Regions from separate parts of the Mus musculus genome. Here all the other regions are linked to region 1. The links are chromatin contacts, called in public HiChIP or PLAC-seq and promoter capture Hi-C maps. All regions are on one chromosome and are shown on one strand. Each heading gives the region's core, a stretch centred on a gene start, on an enhancer-like site or on the middle of the called end of the contact. The rest is flanking DNA. Distances are from core to core; before and after follow the strand shown.

Region 1 (3,263 bases), core at 263-2,762:
AGCTGAATGCTATTGAGCATCAATACTGGGGGAATTGGAATTGCCTTCTGGAGTTCTATTAAGAAAAGGATAAAAGAATGGCTCAAATGAAAGGATAAGGACAATTTTGTTAGTTTAAAAGAAAAACACACCAAACATCTGAGGACAGGTAAACTGTAGACAGCCGCCCCAAGGAAGAGAATAGGGGGTGGGGATTCCGTGTTAAGTGGGCATGGAGGTCAGTCACTGAGTGGAAGGCAGCCGTTGTCATGTAAGAGAGGGAAGCATCAGAGAAAGAGTAAGGGGACATCAAATGCTGGCAAAAGTCTGAAGTCCTAAAAGAAGCATGCTTACAGGAGGGACAGCAAGAAAGGTAAGCTATGGTTTTTGTTGTTGCTGCTGTTTTTAGTTTTTGTTGTTGTTTCTCTAGGTAATTTAGAAAAGCAGGAAGGCTTGGAACCGGCGTGGCCATGTTCCTTAAGTGACGGAGATAGAGGGTGGGAATCGGAGAAAGGAAGTACAGTGTCTCATTAAAGTACTAATAAGTCCACTTATCTCTTTAGTGTTACTTCAGGTAAGCCTACCTTCCTAGGGGTCATTCTTTGGCCAGGTGATTCTATTCTTTTGACGAGTGGGGATTTTTCTTAAGGAGCCTTTACCGATACCCTGACAGAATCAGGCTTATTTGAAAGATCTCCACAATGATTGTGTTTTGGTAAATTTTAGAGAATAATATTTGACAGAAAATAGTTGACTTGGTGCTACAGTCAGAGTTGTCAAATTATAAGAGACATGGCTTAACCTGATCTCTTTAAAGAAGCTTGTGAAGAGGTCAGATGCGTGAGAAGGCACTTTAGCTATCGTGAATTATTAGATTTCTATAGTGGTCCAGACGCTGCTGTCTCATTTAATCCCACTTAACAGGACCACTTAAAAAGTAAGCAATGCACTTGCCCCAAATGGTGGCATTGGAATGAAATTTAGACAGATCTGTGGACTCAAGTAAAGTTTCCTTAGCACTGAGGAACTCAGATAAATAAGGCATGCTCTCACGTCCCAGCGTAAATGCTGTGTAGAAAAGACGGGCGCGCTACGTTGAGAACAAAGCGCACCTTAGACTCTTCATGGTTTTCAAGGTAAGGAGAGAATTCTATAGCAGAACCCAGCATGTCCCAGTCCTCCCTACTCCCGGATCAGTACAAGTTCCGGGAGAGTGCGGTTGCCCTTTGCACAACAGACCTAAGATGCCAGCACTGGTTTCGGGAACTAGTTTCCTGAGGACCTAGGCCTAGGAGGCTCATCTTCATCCCCACATGTGCCCCTGACTCCAGTTCCCATTCCGACCATATTCCCTTCAGCGTCTCCACCCGGCCCTTTAGTTGCCAGGGATGCGGGGCAACCCGGACTCCGGGCTACCCACCGGAAGCGGAAGCGGTGGCAGTATGTCACCTAAGAGGAACTACGCGCAACGGAGGCCTGTGGTTGGACGTTGCAGGAGTTGGTGCCTCACTCTGAAGGTTCCCCGGCGTCCAGACGGCTGATTAGGGTCGTGTCGGGACCTCTGCTCAGGGCCCAGCCAGGTTGGTCCGGGGCGCCCAGCTCCTTCCTGGCTTGCTGGCCGCGAGCCGGGGGCAGGCGTGTGAGGACTGCCCGAGGGTCCGTTTCTGGGCCATCAGAAGGCTGTTAGCCATTTCTCTGTACCTCAGCCTCGAGGGCGGGACTGTCTCCTGCTTGAGGGAGAGGCCTGAGGTCAGACGGTGGCGTCCGCTGCCACGGGGTTTGCTGGCGGGACGGGATAGATCTGTGCATTCCAAGCAAGTTCCTGCACCTGCCAGAGCCCTTGTTCTTTTTAAGGTTTTCAGGCTTGGAGTTCCAGGGTGGCGGGACCTTTGTTAGGACCTATTAAGTTCTGGGACTCCTCGAACTGACAGCACTCAGGAAGTCTCAGACAGCACTCTGGAATTTCTGTTCACCACTTGCCTTAAACAAGTCACGTCAAGGTGAGCAGGTCAGAGGCCTTCACTGACCCCCACTAGTCTTATGCCTTTAGGTCTCCGAGAATATGATACACGAGGGTTTCCTTCACACATTCGGTAAGCCCGGAGAGTTGGATTTGATTGTGTCATTAACTTTTTGAGGGAATCGACATCTTCTCCAAGGCCCTACCTGGTAAATGATAAGCACTTGATGGGTTGTCGGTGATGAGACGGGGTCTCAGTATTTAGCTCAGGCCTCCTGGATGCTGGGATTACTGGTATGTGCCTGTAAACCATCATTTCTACGTCCTAAGGAGATTTAAGCAGAGCCCTGAGCTCTGTTGGATCGGAAGGTCTAGGAGACGAGGCCTGGGAACCTGTGGTGTAAGCAGTCATATGAGTGGACTGTCTTTGAGAGCTAGAAGCTTTCCTAGACTCATAAAGAAGTGGCTCGCAGGTTCCGAACATGTGACCTGACCCTTAAGAATTCTGTATTTGCTATAGGGTAACCTTTGGGCAAAATTATAGGGGGTTTGATTAGCTCAAGGCTGGAACCTGACAAGAGTTGAACTTTTCATCAGTATTGATTTCCTGAGTGTCTCTGTAAGTCACTAAACCTTCTGATCTCTATACATATTAGCATATCTTACCCTTTGCTGCTTGTTATAAACATAGAAATAGAGTCTTTCCTAAATTGTAGTTTTAAAAGTGGTACATGGATATTTTAGATTTTCATTTCAAACTTAATTTTAAAGTTGACAAATCATTGTTCTTATTTATGGTATTCTGTGACATTTTGATATATGCTTTTGATATAGAATGAATGCATCAAATTAATACATCTCTTACCTCGTATACCTTTTTGTGATGGAAATATTTAAAATCTACTCTTCATAACTGAGCTATCCAGTGATTTGGTTTTTTGTTTGTTTTTTTTTTTTTTTTTTTTTTTTTTTCGAGACAGTTTCTCTGTGTAGCCCTGGCTGTCCTGCTGTAGACCAGGCTGGCCTCGAACTCAGAAATTCGCCTGCCTCTGCCTCCCAAGTGCTGGGATTAAAGGCATGTGCCACCATTCCCAGCAGTGATTTGGTATTTATGGCCCTTGTTCTGTGCAGGAGGTCAGTAAAGCTTATTGTTATCCAAGTGAAACTTTGTACTTTGGATCCACAGTGTCCTTGCCCCCACCTAGCCCCCTTCCCTAGTCATAAGCAATCACATTCTACTCTTAGGGTTCAGCTTTCTTAAGTTGCTGTGTGTAAGGTCACGTAGCGTTTATGTCTCTGTGCTTCTCTACTTCATGTGGCCGAA
Region 2 (3,719 bases), core at 618-3,117, 240 kb before region 1:
CTTACATTTTCTGTGAATGAGCCTAATCTTTGCTTATATCTTGTGTCTAAAAACACATCTATCTGCCCTTAGAGATACACGTAGCCAGACATTTTTATTAATCCAAGAATCCTTCATTGAAATACTGCCTGCCATTTCGTGTCTGCTTGGTCACATCTGATAACCCCATGTGATAAGCCATCCCCAGTACAAGAACCAGGGCCACTGCTGTCCCTTCTCTCATTGATGCTTCTTCTGGCTGCACACCAGTCCACTGCAGCAACATTCTCACATGCATACATACATGCATGCATTCAGAGAGCTAAAAATAAACAGCTGCTGATGGGCTGCCGGAGGGTGTCCTCCGAGTGGAGCAGATGTCCTCTGTCCCTCTCAAGCAGGCAAGCTTAAGCCACAGACAAAAAACGGAAGGTACTTCAGGAGTCTAAACTTAAACAGAAACCTTGGAATACAGCTTACAAAGGTTCTGAGGGCCTGGGGAGGGTATAATAGCCTGAGTCTCATGACCCTTCTTTTCCAGACCATGTAGCCCAAATCCTCTTGGTGACCTCTGGATAATTGTTTATCAGCATCCAACACAAGCGCAGTAAAGGAAATCTGATAGTTAGGGTTATGAAAGGAAATGGTTCGTGCCCGAAATATCTGTGTGTAGCCTCTGACTTCCTAATTTTTCCCATTCTGAAGCAAAGATCATTCCAGAGAGATCCAGTGCTGTGTGCACCTGAGGAGGGGAATCTGTGTGTCATTTGTGCAGATCTTCCCATTTGTAAGAATTCCTTCCATCTCCATCGATCAAGAAACCCTTTGTTATGCTGAGGTGTGGCATATCTTCTGAAACCACCCCATTCAGGCACACACTCTGATACACAGATTATCATGAAACAAGGGCTATTCCGACTGGTTTGAAAATAATGCCCATCATTGAGCTCATTTTTGTGGGTCATTCTTTTAAGAAGAAAAAAAACCTGCTGGTATTTAAGAGTAAAGGTTCTGGCTTTAAATAGGCCTGATAATGTAGCTAGAGACAGCACCTGCAGCCTTTGTTGAATTTCTTCTGCCTCATATGGAGGGAAAGTTGCATATTCACCAATAGCCTGCTATTTGTAGGGGTGGATTCCCTCTTTAGAAGCAAGGAGGAAAAGTGCAAAAGCAAGCTCGGGTCCTCCCCTCTAGGCATTCCCATCACCAGCATCCCAAAGAGCTGCTGGTCATTGGTGAAAGTGTGTGCCGGTGTGTGTGTGTGTGTGTGTGTGTGTGTGTGTGTGTGTGTGTGTGTGTGTGTGTTTTGCGCACGAGAGGTCAATTTCAGGCTTATCTGTCCCTGTACTGTGTCTGCCTGACTCTCTGTAACTCAGATCCTTGCTCTCTGGGAAGCAGTAGCTAGATGATTCCGTGGGAGACCAAGCAGGATGCGTGGGCGCAGGAAAAAGAAGAGGAGAAAGAAAGGGGAGGGGGAAGGGATCTCGAGAGCTGGAGAGAGGCGGGGGAGCCGTGAATCTGTTATTTGCGTCACTCGAAGAGCCGGGGCTATCTGGCCAACAAACTGAGAATTAATCCGAGTTATAGCCGTAGCCTGCTCGGTTACTGTGGCCAGATGCGAAAGGGCGGGGAAGGCACACACTCAGGAGTCTGTGCACCGAGTTTGCAATGAGCTGTTGGGTGTTTGGGGAGGGGGTAGTCCAGATCGGCACGCCCCTCGGGGGCCCTCAGCACGGTCTGTGCCTCTTTTGCTGATGGCCAGCCCAAGCCTGGGGTGGCGCCCACCTCGGCTGCCTCGCCTGCTCAGTGGCTGCGCTGAACACAAAGCACTGTCTCTGAGCAGAAGCCTCTTCTAGATTGAACCAGACCCACCAAAGAGGAGAATCTGCACGTGACGTCAGCAGCTGATGACTGACGCAGGCAGGCAAAGGAGACTCGAGGCGGCTGCTCCGCGCTGTCTTCATGAGTCTATTTTCTCCATCCTCCTCATAGTGAAATACTAGAACGCAACACACACACACACACACACACACACACACACACACGTGCAGCTTTTAAAATTTACATTCCCAAAGGCGGTGTGTTGCAAACACCAAGAGATTTTGCAAAGCGAGTATGGAGAATGTGGGAAGGGTATGGATGAATCTCCCCCCCCCCCCATTTGGGGATGTCCATCGAGGGTAGCATTAGACTCTTGAGCTTTTCAGGGAAGCTTTTCTGGGGAAAGGGGCTAATAATCCCCACTCCGGTTTCCCCAACATGTAGGAAATCTGGTCAATGGAGACCTGCAGCTCTAAGGATACAACCACTCCAATGCCTTCAGCCTGAGAGACTGTGTGGCGCTTGCAACAGGCAGAGGCATGAGAGTTAATATGAGGGAGGGAGAACAGAAGAAATACTTGGGTATTTTTCTGTTTTGAAAAACACCTGAAGCAATGCGAGAGGGTCTAGTGATGCAGAAACAAGTGAGGAGGGGGCGCTTGGTGCACATTTAATGTTTTGGACTCAACGTTCCAGCGAAATGCCTTTTTTTGTGTGCAGGTTTTTTCAGTACTTGCTAAAAATAGCATCTGGGTTTGATCGTGTTCCAGAAATAGACCGAGGGCTGTACTGGGATAAAAAGCCAGCGAGGGTGGAAGAAAACCTGGACACCACCACATTCCTCCTCCCTACCCCCATGTCTGGAAATTAATTGTTGGATTTTTCCTTTCCTCTCTCCTTTCTTTACCCCCTCCCCCATGTTTCTTTCTCTTAAGGAGTTCCCGCTTGGGTAAGTAATATTATGTCATGTGCATGCCGCAGACTGTAAGTACAAGCCGATGCTTACTTTGTGCATGCTCAGGATGCATCCTTGGCTGCCTTTTTGCCCTTTGCTAAGTGGGAGAATGAGACTGAGGGGGGTGGGGGAGGGTGTAACTCTGTGTGTGTGTGGATGTGTGTATATAATGAATTGGGGGCTGCATGCAAAGGAACCGAGAAGGAATTCTTGCAGAGTTGGGAATCACCCTGACAAATTTGAATCAATAGCAGCTGCAACGCACTCCCTCGTTATGAGTCGGCGCTGTTGAGCTGGGTTCTCTCTACTGCCCTCTCCCCTCCGTATTTTCTCTGTCTTAAAGGGTGGCCCGACACAATTTAATGGCCCATTTCAATGCGAGATTAATGGAGACTGTGGAATGTAAACCAGAATTGCATGGGATAAAGGGAATAAAAAGAGAGGGTGTGATCATCGGCACCTAGACAGTGGTCCTGACTGATCCAGCCCTTGGTAGCTGTCCACGGATATAGGTGCTGAAAATTCCTTGGTCCGCAGCAAGTTCAGTTCTGAGCGCCAGGGGGCAGGATTGGCTCCAGCAGAAGCTAGCCCCGCCCTGGATGCAAAACAAGATCCGGAATGGAGGGGGTTAAGGATGTTCAAAGGGGATAGTCGTGACTTCGGTGAGAGCTTTGGGAAAAGGAGGGGTGAGTGGGAAGGGAAGGGAAAAAAAATTAAAGGAGAGGGAGCAAAGTGTTAGATTCAAGGATGAGCTAAGGCCGTGCGCTCCAGGAACCCAAGACCAAAGTCGGAGGCTCACCATCTTCTCCTGCAGAGGCTGGCAACTGTCTGGGTCTCCAGCCTCAGGCTCCACCACCTTCCCGCCAGTGGATTTGAAATATTTCTCCCTGATGATGATTCTCAAAATAAGAGGCTATAGGTTGCTTTATTTCGACCCTGATCCCCTCCCACTTCGTGCCCTCTC
Region 3 (3,440 bases), core at 842-3,341, 250 kb before region 1:
CTGCCTTTTGTGCTGCTGTTTCTGCTGCTGCTAAAAACAGGATCTATTAGCAACTGTATGGCCCTCCCAGAAGTCCCTGAGAAGGGGAAACAGGCAGCATGTTTGTCATCAGTTGAAGGCTCCTCTGGCCACTAGGAATTGTCCTTAGATAAACTCTAGCCTCACAGTCGCCTGTCTAGTCCCTGATGTCCTTTCTCGGGGCTTAGCAAGGGGCAGGTGGGCAGGTGGGCAGTCGCTAGGTAGGGTTTTCTCTCACCTGTACCCCCTGAACCTACTAGCCTGGCAGGAGAGAATTAGGCAGATTCTGTTCTTGTCTGACCTGCTGAGGTCTGTGCCTGATGCACTTTTCTTCCCAAACCAGCTCTCCAGGAAGGAATAACTTCCTCATTTTGGGATATAGTGATGAGCAAAACTGATTGAGAGGAGATCAATTGAGAATTGTAAATCAGACCTGATGAATACGTTTAAAAATTAAGGGAGGTCCTCTTAATTTTAAGTCATATGATTTAAACATACTTTGGGCTCTCCTCCTCTGCCTAAGGCCTTTGGTCTCTGTGAGCACCCCTGCACACAATGGTCATAATTAGTCTCCTCATTAACAGTCTGGCAGACGCTAGCAACTAAATGGGTCAGGGAAACCAAAATCTTTCATCATCTAGAGGCACAAGCGTAGCCTATTTGAGGGGGGTGGGCTAGGAGGAGGGGCCAAGGTGCAACAACTTTGCAAGAAATGAAGACCACCAGATGAGTATTAAATCCCTCCTCCGAAAATGAAAAGCCACAAACCCCCCCCCAAAAAAATCTGAAGATGATATATCTGTGGTGAAGGTGCTCGGTGGTCCCGTAAAGAAGTCACAGGTACATATGAAACGTCTGGATGCAAAAGAGACCTTCGGAAATTACAACGTTTAGCTATGTAAAGGACACAAGTGTCCTCGGCAGCAAGCACATACTTAATAAATGCAGAATTTTAATGATGCAATTTTGGCATCAGGTTGTGTATTTAAGTTCCCCTCGGATGAAACCTCCTTCTATTTTGAGGCATGAATCCTGTGTCTTTTCTGCCACGCAACCACACGAGGAAGAATAGCCCAGAGTCCTTGTCTATGAATGTACTGTCTCCACAAAGCATGAATGTGCTGGCACTTTGTGTTTGTATGAATGGGGGTTGCATGTGCTGGTCAGAGGCCACGTGAGACACGTGGGGTGGGAATTGTGTCTTTGGGAAAAAAAATGAATTGGAAGAAGGAAACAGCTATGAATGGCAGGAGTCTCTCCCGTGGAGCTCCCTCCCTCACAACGCCCCTCACCATCCTAAGACACACCTGTTTTATTAAAATGAATTCCTGACATTGCAAACAACAATAGACCAATGTATATACTGTGTGCCACTGTTCACAGGGTCCAGACTGGAGGAAAAAAAAAAAAAAAACAGGGCTGCAACACAAAAGATACTGCAGTCAGCTCAGGCAGGGAGCTATTTTTAGACCAGGGGGAAAAAAAGAGAGGGGGTGGGGCGAGAGAGAGGGAAAAAAAAGAAGAAGCACTTCTGGTTTTGCAATCTAATTTGGTCCCCTTTCTTAAGGAAAAAAAAAAAATCCCATCGATAGCAATTTCCATACAATCTGATTCTATTTGGCTCCTAGCAAAGAAGAAGAGATCTAGGGCTGAAAATTCTGGAGTTTTATGGCTGATTCTAGCTAGTAGCCTTTCTTCACCAGGCTCCAGCTGAATTAATTTGATACTATTTTTGAAAGTCAGTGTTTCTAAGGGAGACCTAATGACGCACTGACGTCAATGCAGGTCAATAGCACACGCTGCTGGAACTGGGCGTGCTACACCGAGCCAGGGCTGGAGCCTTTCCAAACAGCCCCAACTCTGCAAATATCCCAGCTTTGCAGGGGACCGGGGGGAGCCAGGGTTTTGTAAACACCGAGACCCCCATCATTTTTCCAGAGTCTCTTCAAAATTGATGCATATTTTCCTGACTCAAAGGAAAGCTAAACAGAAGCAGTCGCACTGCAGTATTTAAAAAAAAAAATCATACCTTTCAAAGGAATCATATGTAATTCGGGCAGCGTGCACACACATTTACACTCAGAAAGCAACGCATATCATTAGGGTGTGTCTATAAATAGACCCCAATGTGTGTGCATTGAGACTTAGTCCCTGGTCGGGGGTTTTCGAACGTGGGTGATGAATTCTGTGTTCTGATCAGTTACTCAGGAGGCGCCCGAATGTGAGGGGGTGGGAGTGTGGGAGGGGGCTGCCTCCTCTCTTCTCTTTCCCTCTGGCTGCTCTCCTCCCCTCTCCTCCCTCCTTCTCTCTCCCCCCTCCCTTCTTCCCTCCCCTCCCTTTTTCAGCATCTCCCCTACCCTTTCTTTCTCTTCTCTCCCTCTCTCCCCTCCCTCTCTCCCCCTCCCGCTCTCTTCTCCCTCTCCCTACAAGTCTGGCACTGAAGGAGAACTGTTTTGCTTTGCTCCGGGAAGAGTGCAGACACGACGTGAAATCCGGAGCTCTTTGCGTGGTGCATTTAAAATGCTTCCTTATTTATATTACCCTCATCCCCTCCCCTCTCCCACCCCCTCACCAGCCCTTCCAAATTTCCCTAGAAATCTGTGTAAAGCGTGGAGGGGAAAACATTTGCATAAAAAGTGAAGGAGCACGCCAAGGTAGGTTATACCATGCAGTGCCTTATGTTTGGCTTTGGCAAAGTTTATGATGTCAGTTGGTGAATGTTCGGAAGAGCAGCTCTTTATGACTGTCCGTGATTACTGTCTGTTTTTTTTTTTTTTTCATTGAACAATATCTGTACAAATTGCCTAGACTTCGTGAGCAGGCTTAGTTAGGGTCTTGTATGTGTGGTTCTTGCAAGAGGCATGGCAATCGGGAGACAGTCCTGTGGTGTTGAACAGGGGGAAAAGATGCTGTGTTGTGGGGTTGGGGGTGGCAGAGGGGAGGGGACTTCTCTAGTGGGCAACTGAACCTTCTAGTTTGCCAGACTTGGGGCTGATTCTCATTCACTAAATGTCTTCATTATTCTTGTAATGATTCTGCACATGAAAAGCTAGTTCCAAAAAGGTTTCATGAAGTCAGAACAAAGTGAGGGGAGCAGAGGGAGCTAAAGAGAGTTGGAGCATGCTGGTGAGGGATGTGGCAATGTTTCCTTAATAGAGAAATTAATCTCTCCTCGCAGAGTCTGGAAAAAAAATGCTGTCTTTAATAGGTGTAAGCAAAAATGATTTTAAAAAAAAGATTAGTAGGTGAAATAGAAAAAAAAAATGTTTCCATTGCAAGAGGGGAAAAAAAAAAAAAAAAACTGCTGCAGCTCACAACCACCTGTAGAGGGAAATCTTTATGCACAATTTCGTAAGGCTGGTTGTGTGGAGGAAAACCGCCTGGAAAGGCGCCTGGCAAACTTTGCTGCAGGAAGAGAGGCA
Region 4 (3,635 bases), core at 926-3,425, 170 kb before region 1:
AAGAATGTTTATTTGTTGTTTGTTGACATTCTTAAGTCAGGAAAAAATTGGCATTATATGCTGTTGTTATTGATAGTCTTTCTGTTTAAAAAGGGAAGTGTTTGTTAGCACATGAGGTTTTTTTTCTTCCTAAAATTTTAGCTTGAAATTGAAAATGTATATTGTTCACAATTAATTTTTCTTACTAAGGCTCACTTGAAGTTACATGAAGTTTTTAAGTCAATGTATTTGAAAATTTTTGTTTTATTAAATGGAGAGACGTAGAACATTGTAACAGTTACAGGATGGTCTTTCTCTTGATTCCCAGAAAAAATTTAAATGTATTTTAAATTAATAGTGTTGAGTACAAATTTCTCTGAACTATGATAACTTAGAAAAATGAGAGAAAATTGTAAAAATTAAAGGGAAAATTAATTGAACCTAAATGTATCCTTGCAATGGTGTATATTTGACTGTGTGACATCTCTGGAGATTAACAAAAAGTACTCTGCCAGGGATAATGTTCTGTGAAGCTAAGCTGATTTATATGATAAGGGAAAGAGTCCAGATAGCGTAACTGTAGTTGTTTGTTAAAAATTCCGAAGTTAGTTTCTGATTGTGATGGTTGAAAGTAGGTGCAACAGTTTGGTTTCAGGGCGAGAAAGGGTACAGGGCTTGTCAGCCCTATAGCCATAACAGGGTTAACAGCGGGGCCGCCCGCTGCACTCTGGGAGTTGTAGTCCGCGTGCATTGTGGGAGTTGTCGTAAAAAATCCGCTCTTTTTTTGCTGTCATGGCCGCCTCCGAAAGGGCGATAAGAAGTTTTCTGCTTTCTGAGGGTCTTGGGGGACTGTCTGATCTGTTAGAAGGCTACCAGCAGACCCTTGGGGTGGCAGAGACCCTGGCATTCTTGTCCCGGGCGTGGACAAGAGGCCTGAGAGGGTCCATGCTGGACTTGCAGTGTTTCCATGAGCCAGGAGGCCTGTGACTGCTTGTGGGGTCGCAGGCGGCCACATCCTGGTGGTCTGCCCTTCTGCCTTTGACCTGTCTGTCAGTATGGCCTGTGCCTGGGTGTCTGGAGTGTGCTCTCTGCTCTTATGGTTTGTGTTCTGCTCCGTCCTCTTGTCTTACACACTCTGGAATCGTGGTTGCGCAGGACCCGAGTGTTGCTGGGCCTTTTATTCTGGGGGTAGTGGGGCTTAGGAGAGAGCCAAAATTTTAGCAAGCGTGTTTATGTGGGTGTTGCCTGTCTGCTTTGGGGTGTAAGAACTTGCATGAGTTCTCGGCATGGGTGCGGACACGTATTTGATTGTCTTTTGCTTGTACTGAACTTTGACCTTGTTTGCAAATTTTGTTTGTCCAGCTTGTGGCTGTCTCCTGTTAGCGTGGTTTGTTCTTAAACCTGTACAAGTGTCTCCGGGAGTGGGTTTTGAGTTGTTTGTGGGTAGGTATATGGACAAAGCTGAAGTGAAAGCTGGTGGCAGGATCACAAGTACCTTTATCTTTAGGGAGCAAAGCTCTTTGACTTTCCTGGTGCTGAGAAGTTATTTAGATTCTTTTGGGGGAACCCAGGTTTGTTGTTACCCATGTTACATTTGGCTCACAGTGTTCCTCTGCAAGTTAAGGATCTTTGATACTGGCTCTTGGGAACACCTGAGGCAGAATGGATTACTGTGAATCTCAGGGTATTAAGATAATATAGTTGCTGAGCATGTCAGCACCTGTCTTACCTGTCCATACAGAATTAGGTCTCTGTGTTACTGCCAGTGTGTACTCTTAGGTACATTCTGTCTATTTCCATAATCTGGAGTTATCCACCCTGAGGTATGATTGCTTTTGCAATAAGGTTTTGGGACCCCAATACCAATTTTTAGTTTTAAAGGGAATCATGTGACAAGACTTACAGGGAAAGGGTTAAAAGGTTGCATTGTGATTGGTATTTTCTTACATGTAAAACTGTTGCTTTGTTTTTGTATATTGTTTAAGAATGCTTTGATGTGTGTGGTGAGGAGGGTTTCTCTAATTTTTTCATCTTTACAGTTGCTTTCCTCCTGACCGCTTAAATGTAATAGAAAGATCCGGCTAGAATTGTATGTGCAATTCTGTTTCAAGTGACTTCAGTCTCCTATCCATAGACTCAGTGCTTGTTGGATTGCTAGTCAGCTTCCTCCCCTTTGTCCTCCTCTGTTACTTAACTCACTTGCCCGTCGAGTGAAGATTGAGAAATGTCATTTTAAAATAATCAATACTGCCTGAATGCACTAATGCTGGCAAACTGATGTCGTATCTGGGAAGGCAGAATGTCAAGAGTAGCTGGGTTTGCCGGGGCATTCCAAACTATCACAAGCACAGTGTTAATTTGCTTTGAAAGAAGTTGCAGTTACCTGCAGCTTGCTAAAGAATGCATTAGGAAGCCTTCCGAAGGTGCTTTGGGAAGGGCAAGGTCCTGACTTCAGTAAAGCTGGGGATGAATTTAATCTTTGTGTCTGGATACTTACGTAAGTAGATAACATTTCCCTGTGAAGCAGTGAGGTTTTTATACCCCAGAATCCTGGCATTTCGTCCCCAGGGCCTCTGTTAGGTACTTTCCACGGTGTGCATTCCAGTTTTGGAACTGCTGGGAAATGTTTTCTGTGTTATTCACTAGTAGCAGGATTAATGGCTTCAGAAAAGAAAATATTGTAAGACCTACTTATATTTTCTGTTTAAAGTTCTTAAGGCTGTACACACTTGCTTGGAATTAAAAGTTTCACATGGCTTCACCAAAATTTCTTTTAGTGTGAAATAACACCAAAGATTAATATATTTAGTTACGTTTTTACCTGTGTGTGGAGGTGAGGTGGGGGTGGGTGTTCGTTTAGAGCAGAGTTAGGACGACCTGTGGATGTTAGTTCTCTCCTTCCATCATATGGGTCCCAGGGTTCAAACTCAGGTTATCAGAATTGGTAGCAAACATCTTCACCCAATGAACTATCAGCGCCCTCAAAGGGTAATTTTCCTAACCAATATCTTATAAATATAAGCTTTAGAAAAGTCTACTGTTTTTTCAAAAAAGAAATCCAGGATCTGAAGAAATAGCTTAGCAGCTAGGAACACTGGCTGCTCTCCCAGAAAACACGAGTACTTGAGTTTGGTTCTGAGCATGACCAGTGGACAGCTTGTAACTCCAGCTCCAGGGATCTGATGTTTCTGGCCACTCCAGGAACCTGTCCTCATGTGACACTGACATGTGTACATGCACACATGTACATTTTTATGATTTTTAAAAAGTAAAACCTTGCTGGGCAGTGGTGGGGCACGCCTTTAATCCCAGCACTTGGGAGGCAGAGGCAGGCGGATTTCTGAGTTCAAGACCAGCCTGGTCTATAGAGTTTCAGAACAGCCAGAGCTATACAGAGAAATCCTGTCTCGAAAAACAAAACAACAAACAAACAAACTCAAACTTTTGAAGATGACAAATACTTAGTTTTTCCATTTATCACTATAACCAAGATGAATGGGCAGTAGGAAGGGGCCTGGAGTCAAGCCTTTCTAATGTCTTGTTTTCCTCTATGCAATGGTTTAGTTTCTGAGAATAAGTAGTTTATTCGTGTATGTGGATCAGTGAACATTTTTATGTGCATATGTGTGTACACATATTCAAATGTGTGGGTTTAC

Evidence for each region. Promoter capture Hi-C pulls out the DNA fragments that hold promoters and counts their contacts. HiChIP or PLAC-seq counts read pairs in DNA pulled down with a chosen protein or histone mark.
Region 2: an H3K4me3 HiChIP or PLAC-seq map of forebrain shows a contact between it and region 1, with 3 times the contacts expected there. The contact joins the enhancer-like site here to the promoter of Alkbh3 in region 1. A contact is called at or near these places in 15 of 39 promoter capture datasets (the C10 cell line, the HPC-7 cell line, cancer-associated fibroblasts and 9 more), 2 of 15 datasets of contacts at CTCF or cohesin (both in the NIH/3T3 cell line), 4 of 484 Hi-C or Micro-C datasets (bone marrow-derived macrophages, embryonic stem cells, liver and 1 more), 21 of 115 datasets of contacts at active chromatin or transcription factors (the 230-238 cell line, DN3 thymocytes, bone marrow-derived macrophages and 12 more) and 5 of 9 other capture datasets (adipose tissue, embryonic stem cells, liver and 2 more).
Region 3: a FOXA1 HiChIP or PLAC-seq map of pancreatic cancer cells shows a contact between it and region 1. The contact joins the promoter of Mir670hg here to the promoter of Alkbh3 in region 1. A contact is called at or near these places in 24 of 39 promoter capture datasets (the 3T3-L1 cell line, 3T3-L1-derived adipocytes, the C10 cell line and 15 more), 1 of 15 datasets of contacts at CTCF or cohesin (the NIH/3T3 cell line), 2 of 484 Hi-C or Micro-C datasets (embryonic stem cells and nephron progenitors), 26 of 115 datasets of contacts at active chromatin or transcription factors (the 230-238 cell line, bone marrow-derived macrophages, craniofacial prominence and 15 more) and 4 of 9 other capture datasets (adipose tissue, embryonic stem cells, liver and 1 more).
Region 4: a promoter capture Hi-C map of liver shows a contact between it and region 1. The contact joins the enhancer-like site here to the promoter of Alkbh3 in region 1. A contact is called at or near these places in 7 of 39 promoter capture datasets (the C10 cell line, the HPC-7 cell line, cranial neural crest and 3 more), 9 of 484 Hi-C or Micro-C datasets (CD4 T cells, CD8 T cells, erythroblasts and 4 more), 3 of 115 datasets of contacts at active chromatin or transcription factors (the 230-238 cell line, extraembryonic endoderm stem cells and pro-B cells) and 3 of 9 other capture datasets (adipose tissue, liver and pancreatic islet).

Annotation. Positions count from the first base shown.
Region 1 is chr2:94,008,979-94,012,241 of GRCm38.p6, reverse strand. Alkbh3 (alkB homolog 3, alpha-ketoglutarate-dependent dioxygenase) reads left to right here and starts at 1,512. Exons shown (of 10, transcript NM_026944.1): 1 at 1,512-1,559.
Region 2 is chr2:94,245,094-94,248,812 of GRCm38.p6, reverse strand. Mir670hg (a long non-coding RNA gene) reads left to right here. Exons shown (of 8, transcript XR_003953878.1): 2 at 1-2,112; 3 at 2,736-3,719. Among named protein-coding and RNA genes, the nearest start is that of Mir129-2, 5.5 kb to the right of the region's middle. Within about 2 kb of position 1,867, at least 70 of the 459 cell types and tissues checked have an H3K27ac peak or open chromatin away from gene starts, as enhancers often do. A contact at or near this core is called in embryonic basal ganglia, embryonic forebrain, forebrain and 1 more, where this site is marked.
Region 3 is chr2:94,263,754-94,267,193 of GRCm38.p6, reverse strand. Mir670hg (a long non-coding RNA gene) reads left to right here and starts at 2,091. Exons shown (of 8, transcript XR_003953878.1): 1 at 2,091-2,672.
Region 4 is chr2:94,176,046-94,179,680 of GRCm38.p6, reverse strand. All of the region lies in intron 6 of Mir670hg (a long non-coding RNA gene), which reads left to right. Among named protein-coding and RNA genes, the nearest start is that of Gm39885, 20 kb to the right of the region's middle. Within about 2 kb of position 2,175, at least 391 of the 459 cell types and tissues checked have an H3K27ac peak or open chromatin away from gene starts, as enhancers often do. A contact at or near this core is called in the 230-238 cell line, CD8 T cells, the HPC-7 cell line and 10 more, where this site is marked.